2 separate regions of the Danio rerio genome follow, and region 1 is linked to region 2. Evidence: chromatin contacts called from public Hi-C data. All regions are on one chromosome and are shown on one strand. Each heading gives the region's core, a stretch centred on a gene start, on an enhancer-like site or on the middle of the called end of the contact. The rest is flanking DNA. Distances are from core to core; before and after follow the strand shown.

The links. A called contact is a pair of places that touch in the nucleus more often than the background predicts.
Region 1: a contact with region 2 is called in a Hi-C map of hematopoietic stem cells, with 3 times the contacts expected there. The contact joins the promoter of cybc1 here to the promoter of csnk1db in region 2. A contact is called at or near these places in 2 of 18 Hi-C or Micro-C datasets (hematopoietic stem cells and an unstated tissue) and 1 of 4 datasets of contacts at active chromatin or transcription factors (gastrula embryo).

What each region holds. Positions count from the first base shown.
Region 1 is chr12:35,366,834-35,371,576 of GRCz12tu, reverse strand. cybc1 (cytochrome b-245 chaperone 1) reads left to right here and starts at 2,204. Exons shown (of 7, transcript NM_001002669.1): 1 at 2,204-2,304; 2 at 2,541-2,628; 3 at 2,711-2,752; 4 at 2,862-2,935. The coding sequence starts at 2,541. narf (nuclear prelamin A recognition factor) reads right to left here and starts at 887. Exons shown (of 12, transcript NM_001002342.1): 1 at 639-887; 2 at 88-158. The coding sequence starts at 144.
Region 2 is chr12:35,228,896-35,233,445 of GRCz12tu, reverse strand. csnk1db (casein kinase 1, delta b) reads right to left here and starts at 3,188. Exons shown (of 10, transcript NM_213250.1): 1 at 2,741-3,188. The coding sequence starts at 2,816.

The sequences.
Region 1 (4,743 bases), core at 955-3,454, 140 kb before region 2:
TGAGGGTGAGTAGTTAAGACTTCATGGTGAATCATGGCTTTATTACATTATTAAAGAGTAGTGTGAAATAATAAATAAGAATATTACCTGTTTTGTGCAGTTCTCACACTTTTCTTTCTTCCGTCCAATTTTGACTTCAGACATTGTAATGGGAGACTCTGAAACATTCAGTGCCATAAATAATTCCTGTGAGTGAAAGTTAACAGACGCTTTCTGGTTTTATAGAGCATTATGGGTGTTATGTGACCCCAAAAACACATATTAATCATGAAGAGGGGGTTAGAATTAAAATAGAGTTACAGTAAAGCCAACTATAAACCTCAAATATTGACACAAGCACCAATTTAAAGGAAAGGTGATAATTTAAGGTTCCCATGATGTGCGCTATTCAGTTTCACCCAATTGCTGTTTTGGGGATTTTCATGCTTTTGTACATAATGACGGGTTTAGCAGTTGGATTACATTCATCTTCTCACCAAAGGGTGATATATAAATGACAGAGAACAAGAACTTCGGTTTCCTCAGATAACCCGTGGCATTTACACAACAACCTGTACCATAACCCAACACTGCAGAATCACTGAGAACTGAAATAAGCCACAAACAGTAACAAAACAGAAACAGGCCTCGTAACTCACGTTAAAAAAATCATATGAAGTCCTTATTGTTCAGGGGAAACCCAGAAGACACAGCAGAGCACAGCAGCAGGAACTTCTCCTCTCCTATTGACACTTAAAAGCTCGAGCTGGTCATCAGAGAACGGCGCACTGCGGTCATAAAACGCTAATGTTCCTCTGGTCAAACGTTTCACAACTCTGAATAATCCCAAAGGGCCACATTCTCGGTAGAAGGATCGCGTCTCGGCTTCGCACCAGCGTATCCGTCTCCATTGTCCTTTAGCGGTGTCCGATTCGTGAATGAATCGTCCTTATGAGTCGGATCTTATCAACCAAATCAACCGTTTGTGAGTCACCGACTCAGTGAATCACCGAATCGTCTCTTTCATAAACGATCAACTGTGAGCTCAGTCTTATGACTTCTTATGATGACTTATGACGCCTGGTTTGTCATAAATCGAAAAAATAATATAGATTAAATAATGAAAAACCTCCAATACTCGCTGTGATCCGGATTAGGGTTAACTATGCAGGTTAATAATGTTTAAATCGAAAATTGAGTAACTGAAAGACTGAATAACGTTTTCTTTTTAAAATGAGGCGATTTATTTTGCCTCAAAACATGAGCTGATTAAAAAAATTCAATAAGCATATTGTTCATATTTTAATAGTATCATTATACAATATGATTGATTACACAACGTTATAAATTTGTTATGACGTAAAAACCATTTGATTTGTTTCTTTGAATCGATTCTTAATATTTTTGGAAAGATTTGGAATTGTTTAATAACAAAAAAATGGAGCATAAGATAGAAATTAGTTTATTTGATGTATAGTCTTATTCTGATAATGAGAACTTGAATTGTAAAGGACAATACATTTTTAATTTGTTTATGTTATTAGGAAAATACCATATACATAAGAAAAAGTGGGCTCACTGTAAACCAAACCTTTCCCATTTTGTGAATGGCTTCAAGCCATATGCAAATCTTTTAGAATAACAAAACAAAAGATCTAATCCTCTAAATTTAATTTGATGTAAAATGTCTATTTTTTATTTTCTTTTTCAAAAACTATTTTAATATGTACCTTTAGTTCGTGTGGCATTGAATTAATTGAAAAAGAACCGATTCATAGAATCAAACTGTTTGAAAGAACCGGTTTGCAAGAATGACTCGCATGGATCGATACGCATGCGTGATTCAGCAACTCTGGTGTGAACTCCCCCTGGACCGACCAATGTCATGTAACCGCATATAAAATGATTTGATATAGTTAGAAGATTTGAGGACATAGAATTGGTGCTAAAACGGGTTGAATTAATAGCAATTTTCAACTTGCTTAATATAGTATTCAATCTATCGCTTAATTCGATGCTATGTTTTAGATTATGCACGTGCCACAACTCACGCTCTCTCTGAACTTACAATATATTCATAATCGTGTAGAGGAAGGAGGCGTCAAAATACAGAAGGCGGGTCCTTTAATAGGTTTATCCAATCGGAACGCAGGCGGAAGTTAACGTCATCAGAAGGCGGGGTTGAGTTCGTTTTGTGAGCTACACATTTTATTTCCTTAATCTGTTTTTCAAGAGTTTTCCGTTGCAAATGTCTACATTTAAGATTAAATAAATATTGAAATCAATTAGATTCATTTATTTAAAGAGAGAAAGCAAAGCAACGAGGTAAGTGATGTCAGATACTTTCACGTGCTGTCAGTTAATAACAGGAGATCTGTGATCACGTTAGGGTGTTGTCTTTGTGCTTGTTATTAATATTTCATATTCTGTAACTCACTGTTCATGATACACTTTTGTGTTTTGTTTACTAAGCCTGTTCTAGCATGTTATGATTATTGTGATGCTACAGGAAATGCCCAAAAGCACCTATTATTAACATCTTTGTGTTTGTGTTCTAACAGATGGGCTATATGATTGTAGAAAAACACACATCTGAGCTTCTTCATTTGAAGAGATCTCCTGGAATCAGATCTTGGTCCATCCTTGTTGGTATGAGAAAACTGAAAACTGAATTATGTAGAGTTGAACGTGCAAATATCTTTAAACGTCTCCCTCCTTCCTCTTTTGACAGGAATAGCTTCAGTTGGACTGGCAGCAGCCTATTACAGCTCTGGTGAGAAGCGTTTCCTCAATGTGTGATTACCCTGGAAGTGAATAAAGCAGAAATAGGAAGAATTATTGTTGATCTGTGCTGCTCATTTATCTGTTTCCTTTTGTTGTAGACAGCATATTGTGGAAGATGTTCTACGTGACGGGCTGCTTTTTTGTAGCCTTGCAGAATATGGAGGAATGGGAGGTGGGGAGTTGTTTTATACATGCTTTATCCATCTTTATATTTGAAATTTACTCACTGGCCACTTTATTAGGTGCACCTGTCCTATACCGAGATTTAGACCGCTTGTTTGAATGGCTTTAAAGGGTTAGTTATATTATGTTATGAATTACTCGCATTTGAGTCATTCTAATGCCACAATTTAATTGAACGCAAATGAAGGTTGCACGGTAGCACTGTCGCCTTACAGCAAGAAGATCGCTGGTTTGAGTCCCGGCTGGGTCTGTTGGCATTTCTGTATGGAGTAAGCATGTTCTCTCCGTGTTGGTATGGGTTTCCCCCGGGTGCGCCCCCACAATCCAAAGTCATGTGCTATAGGTGAATTGGATATTAGTGTATGAGAGTGTATAGGTGTTTCCCATTACTGGGTTGCGACTTAAAGGGCATCCGCTATGTAAAACATATGCTGGAATAGTTGGTGGTTCATTCCGCTGTGGCGACCTCTGATAAATTGGAGACTAAGCCGAAGGAAATTGAACACAAATGAAGATGTTTTAGATGAAACTAACGGCACACTCATCCTCCATAGATGTTCAACAAGATGTTCAAAGTCTAGAAAAGGAGCCAAAAACATGGTCCAAACATTCCATGTCACTTCAGTGGTTCAACTGTAATCATATGAAGCTCCAAAAACACTTTTGCATAACAAAAGACTAAATAAAAACAGTTTGCAAATAACTTCTCTTATGTGTCAGGTTAGCAGGGTGTGCGTTTATGACTCCATTAGAGTTAGCAGCGCAACATGCAAGAATAGTATTGACTGTAGTAAACGCACACCATAATCTGATACAGAAGACATTGGTTGTTTTTCATTTTTTTTCTTTCATTTCTGGGCGCACTAACCCTTTAATTCTTCTCAGAATAGATCCATGCTATCATGTTATTTATTCCAAATTTTTATTTTAAAAAGGGTGAACTGTCCCTTTAAATCAACCCCAATTCCTCAGTTTGAGCTTCAGCAGATCATTTGAATATTTGTCATTTTATGTTCAATTAAAACGAGAGTAAATAGACTGGGGGGTGGCACGTTCTTCAAACTTGTGGTTTTATATCAAGAAAGAGTTGTATGCTTGTGCTATATCAGCAGCACTAATACTCATCTGGAAGGCACAGATCAAAACAAAAAAGCAAGATTGGCAACCGTTCACTCCACAGTAACCGCCTCAAATCTCAGAGATCTGACATGCTCCAAGAATGGCAACCAAATATTAGAAAATTTGACCACTGAACCTCGAAGACTTTGTTTAATTTAACAAAAATAAGGCGTCTTTAATCGACTGAGTATGGGATGGGGGTGGAGGAGATTTCCACTGCAACAAAATGCACCACCTAGCTAATAATGATAGAAAAGTTATTAGTTCAGAAAAATAAAACGGTAACTCGCAGTCAGGGGAAAGAACTCCAAACAGGCTAATTAATTAATGGAGAGGGATCAAATATAATAGATGTAATTGCTGAAAATGAATCAAAAACAGACTTCCAAAAGGAAACAAAGCTGGACAGGTCCAAAACATGTGAACTAGATTTGCAGGTTCAGCATGAGATTTGTCATAGGTTGTATCAGTGTTTTTCTTACTTCTATTGAACAGGAAAGATACTTAAAAAATGTTAGAAACCTGTAACCATTGACTTCCATAGTTTTTGTTTTCTACTATAGAAATCAATGGTTAAGGGTTTTCAGCGTTTTTCTAAATAAAGTCGTTGTTGTTCAACAGAAGAAACTCAAAGATTTGCAACCACTCCAGAATGTTTATTTTTAGGTGAACGATCCC
Region 2 (4,550 bases), core at 1,939-4,438:
ATCCGATCTACATGCAACATCACATCATAAAGCCAAACCAAACGCTATGAGGTTACATAAAAGCTGATGGAAAGAAACCAGAAGTGAAAAGGAGTGGAACAGTCCTGGATGATTCACACACCTGAGGCCTCCTATGATGCCAAGTGATGCAAATGTAACGGAATCCCAGAAAAAAGGGAGAGGTAGAAGCAGATTGCGTTTTACACTGACTGTTTGATCAGTTCTAAATGCTGTAACATGACGTAACAAGTCCAATCAGGTTGGGTTTGGTCTTCTAAACATCTAATAGCAGATGATTTGATAGCATTTCACAGATGATTTGAGTCATGTGGTGAAGATCTTCGTTTAGCACTGCCTCAACAACACTTCTGACGTTCATGTATTATTTGAAAAGATTCAATTATATTGACGTACCGACGCGTGGGTGCAGTTACGAAATAAATGAGCAGATGGAGTTTTACAGTCTCAACACACTCCCCAAGCCCTGTTCTCATACACTTACAGACTGAAACAATCCCACCTATGCTGAAAAGCTTTGGGATAAAGGTCTCACCACACTTTAAGGTGATCAACATCTCTTTGCAAACACTGTCAAAACAAAGGCTGATTGCATTTGAGCTTGACATCTGGAGGTACTTTAATCGGTAAACATTCTGTTGATTGGTTTCAACCCAATTAAGATGAACAATGTTAATAAGGATAAGGCTAAAATGTGCATGTTTTCCTTGAATGCCTAAATTTACAGTAGGGCTGAAGGTTTTGCTTTAAATAAATACAAAATAAACATGATGAAGATGCGTCCATATCAAAACAAAATAACAAAAGTGTCTTCTATAAATTTTTGTTGACCTAAATATGCTTGTTACTATAACACTAAAGGGTTGCACGGTTTACCGGTACTATGGTAGTATGGAGATACCATGGCTCCAAAATACTGGGGATGCCACTGTAGTTTGTAAACGATAGTATCGTCATTAACCGTCTATCTAAAATACAAGATACAGAAAACATGGATACAATTTTTGACCATTACATGAGGCCTAATTTGGTTGGAAAAATTCTCTTTTTGTAACAAATTTGTATAATTGTATAACAATTTGTATCTTTATTTTAGTGTATTTTTGTTAGTCATCTACATAATAAACAAAAAGAATGAATACATTTTAGGTGAAGTGACATGCAAATGCTTTTTCTAATAAAAGGGAATTATTAATTACATTCAAGTGGGCATATTATAACATAAAATATAGTATTTCTGTCAATTTTCTTTATTTGATAAATTGAGTTATGATTTAGAGAATCACAATACCACTTGGTATCCCGATACTTCAGCTGGTATTAGGCATGGGACAATAACCATTTTCAAGGTATACTGTGTTTTGGAAAAGTCAAGGTTTTAAAACCGATAAAAAAAAAAAAATTCTGTTATACCATTCATAAGGTACGTGTACGATTTTTTATTTACATTTATTTTTTGCTTGTTTTTTTTTGGACAACAATATCTTCAGCAGAAAAAATATCCAAAGATGTCATTTTAAATTGTAAAGACATTTCATTTTTTTTTCTGTTTTTGAAACTAATGAAGACAGCTAAAGCTAATGATTCATTTGAATTATTTAGCCTGACATGTTTACAGCTCTAAAATATTATAAATGTTTAAAAAAAAATTAAATATAGTGTTTACAAAGGGAAAAAAGTTTGTTTATTACCCAGAGATTTCAAAAAGAACATATTTTAGAGCAGTAATAACAATACCTTGATATTTATATCCAAGGTTATCATACCGTCAAGAATCATATACCAACCCATGCCTAGCTGGTAACGTATAGTATCGTAACACGTATTTTAATGGTATCGCGACAACTCTACACGGAATGAAAATTTATTGATCATCTTCTGTAAATGAAGTTTAAAATAATGTCATTATTGTGCTCTCAAAAGTATAGAAGACAACTGAGAAATAAAACTCATAAATGTGGGATATAAACTAATTAAATCTTATCTTTATTTTTTGTGATACTGATGCTTTCAAGCATGAAAGCCATTTAGCATGTAAATAAAGAGTTCTTTAGGTTCCTGACTGTTGCTCCATGAAAGATCCATCAGTCAAAATGGTTTCATTAAATGCACCATGACCCTGTGATCAAGACAACTAGACAGCATGAATCCTACAGATCTCTGATAGTATGATCATAACAACTGCATCGACCAGTCTTGGTTGAATATCCATTAGAGGCTGAATCACCAAGTCAGGTTTGGCCTTTAGGGTGGTTCAGGTTTTCAGTAAAACCTGTGTGGACAGGTAAGATTCATTCAGAGTTTACACACAAGGGAGGTCCCGTTTGGAAATGAACACCCAGTGAAATAACTCGATGTAACGTTACATCAATTATTGTGATGTGTCATATCTCTCACATCAAAGTTTGATGTCAAAACCATAATATAACGGTCAAATGTAAAACCATGAAGTGTCAAACATTCACTAACGTTATATGAGCTTCTTTCAAATGGACGTTAAGTTTATGAACCCCAAAACTTCTTAAACTCTGAAATACGTTCTTGTCAGGGTTATAAAACACGATTGTTTATACTAGACAAACTATAACGGGTCAATATTTGGAAATACGGCTGTGACAGTTACAGCTGGTAAATAGATATAAAACATTACAGCATATTAGCCGTGTCGTATTATTGACAGTTTTATGACAACATTTGTATGAGTGTTTTGGTTCATACGTACCTAAATAAATGTCACCAAACGATCCACTTCCAATTTTTCTGCCCAGTCTGTATCTGTTTCCAACTCGTAGCTCCATTGCTGTTTATCGGTTTCCGCCGAGCGAGTCGCTGGATTGAATATCAAGGTAATTTCTATTTAACCAGACGATGTCAGCACTTAAATTCGACTTTACACAAACAAATGTAACCCGTTATTTAACTGCTACAATCCTAAATATCTTTATGCGACCCCAACCCCCCCGAATCCCTGAGGAAAATCCGGATTCTTCTGACGGAGTTCACGTTTCACCATTCCTTTTTTAACGTTTCAAAGTCCGAAATGTCACAATTTTTAGATCAGGTGAAAGCTTAGACTCTGTAGATTATGCTCCCGTAGGTTTGGTCATCGTTTTCCCCAAGGATGGTGAAGATGGAGGTGGATTTTACAAGCGGACCCGCGTCGCAGGAGCTGTCACGGGCCTCGTATCTCCTGTGGTGAACACGAACGTAGCGCTGTGACGTCACTTCCCATTGGCAACGCCTCGCTCGCTTGGCACAGTCACGTGGGAGAAACGCTGGATAAGTTTCATTAGGTCAGTCTCATTAACTGTCTCGAACAACAATTAATTCATTATTTTTGGACATCTTTACATTAGTTAAATCTAATTTACTAATGTACCATGGGTGAGTACAGAACAATGATGCTGAGTTGTGTGAACGCGTATAGGTATAAACCAAAGACTGTGATAAATGTGAAGTAACTGGTATTTATTTTAATACATTCATGGATTTGTCACGCTAATTAGACAGTTTTGCACATTTAATTTATCTAACATGTACAATATTGTTGTAATATGTCCAAATCATTAAATCGATATACCAGTACAAAAATAATAAAAAGTAATCATAAAATAAAATCAAAGTCTATAAACTTGTATTTACCATATGCATTATATTGTGTATACATGTACTATTGGCATTAACCAGATAAAAACAAACAGAATTATAATAACAGAAAATTCCAAACTATTTAATTATTGGACTCAATAATAAACACCTAAAATTATTTTAATTAGCTTTCCACTCAGCTTACACCACGTTCCAGGAGGACCACCAACTTTGCACAATTTTCTAGTCCCCTTAACCAAACACACCTAATTCAGATCATTGGCTCATTAGCAGAGACTGAAAGATGTGTAATGGGTGTGACAGACAAAGGAGACATCCAAAACATGCAGTGTTGGTGGTCCACCAGCTGGTTGAGAAACACCAGCTTACATCATAAAGTTTTTTATTCTTCAAAACAAATGAAATACTACCACTACTAATAAAAATAATTATTAATACAATTATTTGTATTATTCAAAAAATAGATATTCGGCTTCACATAATTGGGTCAAACAAATGACCTAACCTAACAATACTCAATTTTATTTTAAACTTATAATTTAATATATAATAACCACTGTGAAATCTGCAGAAATGTAACTGTACATAAGGTAGTTTTTACACTAAGGGTCTGATAAAATTCTGAAATTATTTAAACTTTTTTCAATACATTATTTTCAAAGTATTTATAATGAGTTAAATAATAATAGATTAGATTAGATTCAACTTTATTGTGATTAGACATGTACCAGTACAGGGCAATGAAATGCAGTTTAGGGCTAACCAGGAGTGCAACAGCAGCAAGTGCAGGAAATAGGTACATTGCTCAGCATAATTGAGTACCCTTTATTTTAAAAATGAATATTTTTATCCATTTCTCAGTGAATATATGCAAGGTATTTTGGTGCATTTAAACAAAACAGATTTATTAAAGATATATTTAT